3 separate regions of the Mus musculus genome follow, and regions 1 and 3 are each linked to region 2. Evidence: chromatin contacts called from public Hi-C data. All regions are on one chromosome and are shown on one strand. The core of a region is the stretch at or near the end of the contact, and the rest is flanking DNA. Distances in the headings are between cores, read along the strand shown. Region 1 overlaps Dnajc6 (DnaJ heat shock protein family (Hsp40) member C6). Region 2 holds the start of Dnajc6 (DnaJ heat shock protein family (Hsp40) member C6). Region 3 has its middle 35 kb from the start of Dnajc6.

Region 1 (3,389 bases), core at 658-3,157, 39 kb before region 2:
ATAATTAATGTAAAAGAATAGCAATGCTAGCCCAGTCTTATGAGATGCTTCTTATGACCTGTCACTGACCTAGATGTCAAGTTCATAGTGACACTAATCTTCACATTACTCCAGAGGCCGCTCCACTCTTCCTCCCATTCACACAGGAAGGCGGATTTACAGACCCACCAGGAACCTACCCAAGCTCCCACGGCCGCTGTGCTAGGGTTTGCAGCCAGCCACACTGTTCCAGAGCCCAGCCTTTTACCCACTACATTTTCAAAAGACATCGAATTATAAAGTGATTTTTTTGGGGGGGAGGGGGTCTTTAAATGACTGAATTTTCTAGATTTTCCATACCTCACAGCTTCACAGTTAAAAAGCCCATATAAAGTAAGAACAATAACCAAGTGCTTTACTACTATAGCTCAGTACATGCCTACTAAACAACTGTGGGGCCCTTCTGCGCCTAACAGTTCTAACAGAAGTCTTTCAATGGCCTCTGAGAAGCAACCCTGCTCACCCCAACCTTCTAGCCGCACCTATGGCTCTCTAACTGCAAGCGGGCTGAGCATCCTTCTGCTGAGATTCCATCTAAGAGTCCAGGACCTTAAGGATAGAGAAGTAATGGCAGGGAACAATTGGCAACAATCACAGACCTGGGGCCATCAGTCCCCCTCAGCAAGTCTTCCAGTCTTCCACAAAGACACTTCCCCAGCATCTTCCATCTGTCTTCTTTCCAGAAAGTTCTATCCCTGGTTCTAGTAACTGTTACCATTCAAGGCCAGCCAGCTTGTTAGGTAACACTGATAAAACCAATGTCACTAATAGAAATCTGGTCATGTTCACATTCGTTTCACGAGGGCCATTTTCCTGTGTGTGTGTGTGTGTGTGTGTGTGTGTGTGTGTGTGTGTGTGTAAGTGTGACCATGATACACTTGTCACCTGACATTCACAAAGTTGGTAGGTGTGGGGATGAAATCCAAGACCACAAAGCACCTTGGCGTGCACTGCCAGCTCCTGTCCCAACAATAAACCATGCCTTCGCTACTAAGCTTGGCCAAAGGCAAAGAGTCCAGTGCCGTTGCCACAAAAGGCTTCCTTATCCCAAGGTACAGATATTTCAGTCTTGATTTCCCAACAATTAAACAAATAGGTCATGTAGGCATAATAATAAGACTCCTTATTAAACAGCCTACTGCTTTGGCCTCCAGAACCACTGCTCCCCATTCAGCCTACTCCAGGGAGCTTTCAAGGGGAGAATATGAACTCTGGGGAAAGATGGCTTAGACTTGAGGGTGGGTCTTCCTACTCAAAGCCCATATAAGCTGGAGCATATCATCATATTCCCCTAGGGTTCCTTATTCCCTTCCAATGATACCAACTCGAAACAAAAACGTTCCTGCATGCCTCATATTATCAATAGGATAAAAGGAGACCACATATATTGACGATTTGAAGGAATAAATCTTTTTTAACACGATCAGAAATTTTAAATTGCATCCTTAGAAATTCAGGTATTATAGTAAGTGATGCCAGGGATTGCCTACAACAGCAAGTCAGCCAGAGAGCACAGGCATCTAAGCACATGACATGAGTTTGTCACATAGAAAAATAAATAAGTAAAATTGTGCAAAAAGTATTTGATGCTCCCTATGCCAAACAAGGAGGCAGGGACTCAACAAAGCTGTCAGTATTAAAATGCAGGCTGCTTATTAGTCAGAGTAGGTTCAGATCTTACTTTGCAACTAGAAGGGCATGCAGCCTACAGCTGCTATATAACAGTCCCCTGACCCTCGGGAAAGAAGCACCCACGTGCAGCTGTGGGAGGACTGTGGGAGCTAACGTCTGCTCTCAGCTGACGCCCAGCCATATTGTGAGCACCCAGTAAATAACAGTGAGCAGAGGCTGTGGAGAAAGCCATGACCAATGCAGCCGGCATCACAAAGGGCCACTTTGTTCTGACTCATAGCTGGAACAGCCAGACTGGAGAGTGATACAGCAGGGAACTTCTAGATGCTGTGCATGGGAAGTCTTCACTGCGAGGATTCAGAAGCAACACCGATTCACAGAAGCAGAACTTTCTGCATCTCTGAGGTTCTGCTCGCCATTTTGTAGAGCTCTGGCATGGGGCACATATTATAAGCTACTGGTAGAACACTCGCATTCAGATTTGACACTAGGACATGGATTTGATATCACCAGTTTTGAAATATTATGTGACTTATGGGAATATAAACTATGGGAATGAATTGCATGATTTCCTAAGTCCTCTCCAGTTCCAAAACCCTTTGATGGCATCATTTTTATAATATATTATAATAGAAAGACTTCCTATTAGCTAATCTAGGCACTCTATTAAGAAGTTTCCATAAACTACAAAATCAGACCCTCATAGTATGCACATGGGCATAAGCACCTGAAGTAGTCAAGCGTCAGTTGTCAACATGACACACCTGGGAAGAGGGAACCTCGGGTGAGGACTTGCTTTCATTGCATTGGCCTTTGGACAACTCTTGTGGCATTGTTTTGATTGCGAATTAGTACTCCTACTGTGAGTGGGAACATTCACAGGACTGTGGGCCTGGGTCACTGAATGTGAACCAGAAGCAAGCAAGCAGCGTCTTCCACAGACTCCGTTTCAGCTCCTGCCTCCACGGTCCTGCCTTGGGCTCCTGCCCTGGCTTCCCGCAATGATAGACTGTAATCTGAAAGTTGAAATAGACCCTTTCCTCGACACATTACTTCAGGTTTATCACAGCATCAGAAAGAAAACAGCATCTCTGTAGGAAAAGCTGGCCTCTGCTTAGGTTTAGGAATGATACTGACAGAACCTCACAGAGGGTTGGCTCCAAAGGCTTCAGTTATTACCTACCTCCCAACCCTGCCTCCTTTTGTGAGTGTCTTTGTCTCTCATGTCCCCCCATGCCATTTCCCACATTACTTTGCAACTCCACCCCAGGACTCAGAGAGGACTGATTTGCATAAAATTGACTCAACTCCCCTACCTCCAGCACTCCAGTAACAGAGAGCCAGTTTCACACTTTTTCACATCTCCCTAGGGGCATAGAGGACCTGGCACACAGTAAGGGCTCAGTAAACATATGGGATACTAATGTTTGATGGAGAGGACCATAAAATAGATAGGAAGAGTTCATTGAAAACCAATACTAGCCATTCTTTCAGAAGAGGATCTACAATATTAAATTTTTAAAAAACCAACCAAACAAACAAATCCAGGCATGGCAGCTTATCCCTTTGATCCCAGCACTCGGGAGGCAGAGGCAGAAGGATGTCTGAATTTGAGGCCAGCCTGGTCTACAGAGTGAGTTCCAAGACATCTAGGGCAATGGATGGGGAAGAGATAAGAGTAGTAGTAGAAGAAATATGGTGTGGATGAAAGCCACATC
Region 2 (3,173 bases), core at 203-2,702:
GAGAGCCAGAAGATAAATAGCATTCATGTACCATAGATCTAGACAGGCACAGCTCAAATAACCAAGCATAGCATCACTTCCCAGACCCTGAAAACAGCAGTCCACTAGGAACAATGTTAACTGTATATAAGATGATCCGAGAGAACCTCACACCAGTACCCTCTTTGATTTAAACCAGAGCTTAACTAGTAAACTCCTTTTTAAACTAGAACAACCAAATATCTGGGGATAGTATTTCATGTCACTTTCAGGAAGACGGAAATAGAAAATGATAGCCCAAGGAAAGACATTATACAATTAAAATCCACAAGTGATTATAAAGTCAAGGAATAAAATCCTACTTGGTTTCATCCCAACATGACTCCCACCAGAGTCCTTAGCTGCCCCAGGATTAAAGCCACAAAGGTAGAGCCGGCCCCTGTGGTTCCCATCCTGGAAAAGTACACAAACAGCCCTTACACAAGTCTTTGGACAGCAGGGATTCCTGGATGACTGTTTTGATACACAAATCGCTAACTGTCACGGAGTCTGAGAGGTCTGTAACTCATTAAAACATTTTTCTGAGACTTGCAAACACAGATACAAACTTTAGAACCAACTCCCTATATGAGGAGCTTTAAGAAATTTTAGCATGCAAAAGGATAAGATCAAAGCCAACAACAGAGGAAACAAATTGCATTGTGTAAAGTGTAAGGGCTGTGTTGTTAAACAGGGCTCTTGATCCCAGTAAAGCCTTCCGTGGGAGAAAGGAAACATTAACCCTAGAGGAGCTTTACATAATTGTAAATAACAGCAGCCATCAGGGGAACAACTGGTATAAAAGCGGTCTGCAAACAGCAAAAGCACCAAGCATTTCTCCTTCACCTCGGCTCAGACAGTTGGGCGGAGAAACCAGCCACTTTGCTTCCAGGTACCACCCTCCCCTGGCTCCCCTCCCTCCCTTCTCCTCCCCTCCCTTTCCTCATCTCCCCGCCCCCAGCTGGTGCATTCAGCAGCCTAGGGAGATTAAGAGGTGCTTGCTAATGTCACCGAGCCTCCAGACGGATCTAACGTTTCTTAGCTCCCTGGACCAAAGAAATTAGAGACGTTACACCATGTGGTATTAGATGCCATGGCCTACAACCCAGCCTCTCCTAGCCTGGACCGGGGATGTGCACCGGGCCGAAGGACTGAGCCACAGCGGCCGCTACCTGAGCTGTCCGTGGTGCTGGCGCGGTGCGGAGGCTGCCGGGCGGGACTACGCACCGCGCCCGCGGTCGCCCTCTGCGTGCCAGCCGCCGCGCCCCGTGCGCTCGAGTCCCCGTGACTGTCCACCAGCTGCAAAGATTCATAACCATCGCTGCTGGTCTTTTTCCGGTAGCTCCCGAGGAGGCTCATGGGCAAGCCCGGAGAAGAGGGGGAAGAAAAAAAAATCAACCTGGGAAAGGAAGGGGGAGGGGAAGACGGGACAGACTAAGAGAGGGATGAAAAAAAATAACAATAATAATCAAGTGCCCGACATGACGCGAAGAGGAGGGAAAGAAGGGAGCGGCCACCAGGAAGGGCTCTGCAGCCACCGCCCCGGGCACAGCGCACCCAACCGGCCCCGGCCACCCGTAGGCTGGACAGCGCCCGAGGAAGTGTAGGTGTAGCCGGGCAAAAGCCGGGCAGCTCCCGGAGTGGCTGGAGGGGGAGGGAATAAACAGAAGAGAGTAAAGGAGGGGAGAGTCGTAGGGAGGGAGGCTGAAAGCGGAAAACGGGGCGGGGCGGGATGGGGAGGGGACCACGACAACGCGGAGGGAGGGGTGTGTCAGCGCGGCCGTGCTTCAGGAAAAAAAGGGGAGAAGGTGTCTTGGAGACCAGCACCCTTGGAGAGAGAGCCAGGCACGCCCATTTCATGTAACTCAGCTGGTCTTTGTTGGAAGTGAAAGACGCCTGGGTTGATCGACCTGGTGGACTGGGTTGTAACTCCAGTAGGAGGGGAAAAGGAATCTGTTGATGGCAGGCCATCTGTGTACCCAGAGCAGGCGGAGCGGCATTTCTGCACGCTCCTGGCACGGGATGAGCTGTGGATATGAAAGCTGGCTAAAGGGGGTAAGGGAGCCAGGGCCAGATCTATTCAGCAACTATGTCCTGTGCACTTCCAGGTTTCTTATCGTTTACCTAGGAACAAGGAGAAAGGACTCCTCAACTCAACTCCTCAAGCTGGCTTGAAGGATGTCTGGGAAGAGAAATATACCAGATTTTCTTTCCATCCTCTAGCCTCGCCCCTCATTTTTCTTTCATAGTTGTAGGCAAGAAAAACAGCCATTATCAGAGGGGATCTGTCACAAAGTTAATTAGCAGCAGGGCCCTCTTCTTGAAGAAGGCTCTGCAAGCCCATGTGACTAGCTGTCCGCTTGTGACTTTTTTGTATTCTCAAAGAGTCCCCCAGCATTGTGTGAGTGTCAGGCCTCCACAATCTAGATATGAACTGTGTTCAGTCTCAAGATGCAAACACCCAAAGCTTGTTTTCACCTGATAGTATTTCAGAAGGCTCCCTCCTCAGCTCAGGTGAAAGACCAGATAAAAATGTTGACTTAAAAGTATCATTTTCCTCTTCTAGCCCTTGGATAAACTAAGAGGACAAACCTTTCAGAAGCACTCTGGCATGTTCCTGTGATAGGAGAAGAACGAGTGCACATGTGTGCTGTGCGTGGGGGCAGGGCACAGGCAGAGTGCCGGCCTGACCTGCCTGTTGGCTTACATAGTTGTCTCTTGCTGTTATTATTTTGATCACATCAGGACACAAAAATCAAATGACAGCAATTAAGAGCCTTCTATCCAGATCATCTGGAACCCAAAATTCCCTGAAAATCCCAGCTCCTCATAAGTCTAAACTCAACAAACTAACTGCTTGACAACCATTTTCTTCTTCAAAGATCGCACAGACTCATGGGTTGAGAAGGAGTCAGAAGAGGTCCAAGAGGCGGGGTGCTAGATCCTCTCATCCCTTCACTAACTGTCCAGTGTGTTCCCATCTGCTGAGGTGCAGTAAGGCCAGAAGCAGAATCCAGAGCTAATGCTTGCTTATAATAACTTTGAATGGTAGCAGGAAAAGCTGAAATATGATTTTTAAACACAGGCCCCATACTTTCAAACATGCAAGTCTTGAGCTATTTTGGTTACTTCACCGAAGCGATAACTTTTAAACT
Region 3 (3,581 bases), core at 173-2,672, 35 kb after region 2:
GTGCATATACATAACTATATTTTAGTATCTTGACGTTAATATTAATACTAACAATGTTGAATGCTAACATTTTAGTAATTATTTATAATTGGTTAATGTTTAAATATTTATGTTTTAATTTTAAAGTCTGGGCTTCCAAGCAAAAAAGATACTGTAACTATATTCTCAACAGGCAACAGGGTTTGTTGTAAGACAGCATGTCTCTGTGTAGCCCTGGTTTTCCTGAAACCTGTCACGTAGTCCAGGCTGGCCTCTTGCCTCTAACTCAGCTCCCCCTGCACCTGCTTCCTGGGTACAGGGATTAAAGGCCAGTGCCACACTACTTTTGTGACATTAAGGCAAGTTCCTAAGTCCCTTTCTTGGCCCTCTCCTAAAACCAGTTCCCAGATTTTCCTTCCCATTTATCTTGCAGCAGCAGGAGTCATAGCCGGGTTCAATTTCTGCAAACTACCACCACCCCCTCAACTTGGAAAAGGCTTCTAAATTTAAACAATGCAGCCCCATACTAAAAATGGCCCAGAGAGGAACAGATTTCACAGGCACAAAGCCCTCTCTCTCTCTCTCTCTCTCTCTCTCTCTCTCTCTCTCTCTCTCTCTCTCTCTCTCTCTCGACTGCGTATGTGTGTGAGAGATCAAATGATTCTAAGGGGGTAATTTTTAAAAGGCCTCAAAGGTGCAGTTTGAGATAAAAGTATCTGTTTTTAAATGCCTGGGAAGAGAATGAGGACAAGATGGAACCGCAAAAAGGAGGAAGGTGCTGACTCATGCGGATGCTTTACGAATTTGAGAACATCCTCTGGTCCCCCACTCTCTGATCAGCGAATTTAAAAGTATAAAGAGTGAGAATCAGAAGGCCTGACCGTGGGCTCCGAGACATGCGCAGTTCCCGGGTTCCGTTACTCCCTAGTAATCTCGTTCATACGACAAGGCTCGCCTGGATCAGCCGTCCTCAAGCTTTCCTTGTCCCTGGCGCTTTTCTAGAATGCTTGACATCATCAGGAATGATGGCTCAGTTTCACAATCACAGCACCGGTAAACATATCTGAGTTCTAGGCCAGTCAGGGCTACAGAGTGAAACCTACCTCAATATTGGGGGCGGGGGGAGACATTTCATATCAAAGGGCCCACTTTTATAATTTTTATCAGGAGTGTAACATATGTACTGAAAAGTGAACACAACACAGGATCAGCTCAATGTACGTCCACAAACTGACCGCACTTACACACTGTGGCACCCGAGGGTCCCTCCGTGGCACATTTTCCCTACTCGAAGTGAAGTAGGGACGCACATCAAAAGAGACTGACAGGAAGTGCCAGTTTGTTTCTTGGCCTAATTTTAATAGAAAACATGAAAAGGCTTTCCGCGGTCTCCACGACCGCATACCATCGATCACCGCCTTTCAGCTCTAAGTCACGTGAGTAGGCTGACTTACTCTCCTGGTGATTCAAGAGCCACCGGAACATGTATTTGTGCTGAAAGGAGTTAGGTGCACAAATGCTCAAAGAATGACCCAAGTAAATGACCAGACATGAGAGGAAGCTCCAGGGTCCAGTTAACATAACACACAGCACTGAAAATAGGAAACCCGAAAAATGCACGTTGGGTGCTGGCAAAGATTTGTGGATATAGTCTATACGACAACTTCTAGCTTGATCATAAACCCTTGGAGCCCTAATGCTATGTATAATGTCAGTGTGCCAATAAAAATTCAATTTTGCAAGGCAGTGTTGGCGAACGCCTTTAATCCCAGCACTTGAGAGGCAGAGGCGGGTGGATTTCGGAGTTCGAGGCCAGCCTGGTCTACAGAGTGAGTTCCAGGACAGCCAGGGCTACACAGAGAAACCCTGTCTGGAAAAAACAAAACAGAAAAAAAAAAAAAAAACAAAAAAACAAAAAAACAAAAAACAACCCTCAATTTTATGTATTTTTATATTTTATACATATTATAAACTTATATACATATATACATTTTATATATTTTATATGTATAAAAATTTAAGACATCTGCCAGCTTAGGATTTGTTGGTGGTTTGGTTTGGGGGTTGTGTGAGTGTGGGTGTTGTTTTGACTCAGGGTCTCACTGTTTCCCAGGCCAGTTTTGAACTTCTGGCTTCTCTCCCAGCTCAGCCTCCACAATACGTGCCATTCTTGTCCTCTCCCAGAATTACACACACCCAGTGGCACTACCTTCAAAAGGCAAAGACAAGATGAGAATGTCAGCTCCCAACTGTGATCCTAACAACCAGGAGACAGAGGCAGAAGAACTGATATCACTTCAAGGCCAGCTTGGGCTATACAGCAAGTTCTGGGCCAGGCTTTATGGCAACACCAGAGAGAAATGCCAAGGCAGGCAGGCCAAGGCGTCTCATGCCGGCAATCCCAACTGGGGAAGCTGAGACACGACGACTGCTATGAGTCCAAGGACAGCCTGGGCTACACAGTGGGTTCTAGCCTAGCCTGGGCTACAGAACAAGACTCTATCTCAAAGAAGTGAGCAAAGGTGGCTCAGAGTTAAAAGAGCATCCTGCCCTTCCAAAGGTCAAGTGCAGTTCCCAGTACCCACATCAGCTCACAACCCTGTAAGTCCAGCTCCAGGAGATCTAATGGACACTTTGTCTCCAGGGGCACCTGGACACACATGGCATTCACTCACACAGATACATACACATACATAAAAATAAATCTTTGCATTTTAAGAAAAAAATGAAATAACCAACATAGCTAAACTAGGCAACGTTAGTGTGCATATTATTTTAAAGTGCATACAAAGTATATACACACTAAAAAAATATGTAAGACAACCATATATACAGTAGAAAAAACTCAAATTTTTTTTCTAAAAAGAACTATATCCACAGTCCTTCCTCTTACTACAGTAGAAAGAAACTAGAAGTCAATAGCAAAGAAATAACTAGACAGAACCACTCGGTTGCCTGGTAATGAAGTGCACTTCTATATGACCCTCTGGATTAAAAAAAAAAGATGTAATGGAAGTTATTAAATAGTTTATAAAAAATTAATTATGACACAATACTTGCAGCATCTATAACAGCCAGGCTCAAAGGGAGAATTACAGCTTCAAATGAAAATGTGTTCTCTCCTTCTATCACGTGGGTCCCAAGAGTCAAACCAGGCCATCAAGCTTGGCAGCAAGGGCCTTTATACTGAGCCGTGGTGCCGGCCCCTCTTTCATCATTTTAAGAGACATCCTAGTCAATGCTTAAGTAAGAGAAGGTTAAAAATGTGTAAGAATTGGAAACAAGGAAATAAAAGTGTCTTAATTAGAGAAAACTGTCAATGTAGGAAATTCTTTCAAATCTAAAAACTATTCAAATTATTAAGTGCATTTAGCAAGATCATCAAAATAAAACCAAGATCTAAAAATGCATCACATTTGTGTATCCTAACGAACAACTCAAAAACAGAAATTCCAAGTGCCAGCTTCAGTGGCAAAGAGAATCAATAACCCCATGGCATCACTTTCCAGCAGGTTTACATCCATGATGTCCCCGTGTCTCTGCTAGACATGATGGCATTCGCTCATAACCTCAGCACTCAGGAGACTGAGCTAAGAGAATCA

What was found. Hi-C and Micro-C count contacts between places; a contact is called where the count stands out from the background.
Region 1: a contact with region 2 is called in a Hi-C map of cerebral cortex, with 1.5 times the contacts expected there. The contact joins the enhancer-like site here to the promoter of Dnajc6 in region 2. A contact is called at or near these places in 2 of 15 datasets of contacts at CTCF or cohesin (CD8 T cells and the NIH/3T3 cell line), 4 of 484 Hi-C or Micro-C datasets (the N1E-115 cell line, brain, cerebral cortex and 1 more), 2 of 115 datasets of contacts at active chromatin or transcription factors (embryonic stem cells and neural progenitor cells) and 2 of 9 other capture datasets (embryonic stem cells and pancreatic islet).
Region 3: a contact with region 2 is called in a Hi-C map of cerebral cortex, with 2.8 times the contacts expected there. The contact joins the enhancer-like site here to the promoter of Dnajc6 in region 2. A contact is called at or near these places in 8 of 484 Hi-C or Micro-C datasets (CD4 T cells, cerebral cortex, embryonic stem cells and 2 more), 3 of 115 datasets of contacts at active chromatin or transcription factors (all in embryonic stem cells) and 4 of 9 other capture datasets (adipose tissue, embryonic stem cells, liver and 1 more).

Annotation. Positions count from the first base shown.
Region 1 is chr4:101,587,634-101,591,022 of GRCm38.p6, reverse strand. The region is part of intron 1 of Dnajc6 (DnaJ heat shock protein family (Hsp40) member C6); the gene reads right to left. Among named protein-coding and RNA genes, the nearest start is that of Gm36012, 38 kb to the right of the region's middle. Within about 2 kb of position 1,907, at least 27 of the 459 cell types and tissues checked have an H3K27ac peak or open chromatin away from gene starts, as enhancers often do. A contact at or near this core is called in cerebral cortex, where this site is marked.
Region 2 is chr4:101,548,873-101,552,045 of GRCm38.p6, reverse strand. Dnajc6 (DnaJ heat shock protein family (Hsp40) member C6) reads right to left here and starts at 1,452. Exons shown (of 19, transcript NM_001164583.1): 1 at 1,191-1,452. The coding sequence starts at 1,377. It overlaps Gm36012 (predicted gene, 36012), which reads left to right and starts at 845. Exons shown (of 2, transcript NR_168609.1): 1 at 845-910.
Region 3 is chr4:101,513,847-101,517,427 of GRCm38.p6, reverse strand. It overlaps a transcript of Dnajc6 not described here. Among named protein-coding and RNA genes, the nearest start is that of Dnajc6, 35 kb to the left of the region's middle. Within about 2 kb of position 1,422, at least 11 of the 459 cell types and tissues checked have an H3K27ac peak or open chromatin away from gene starts, as enhancers often do. A contact at or near this core is called in cerebral cortex, where this site is marked.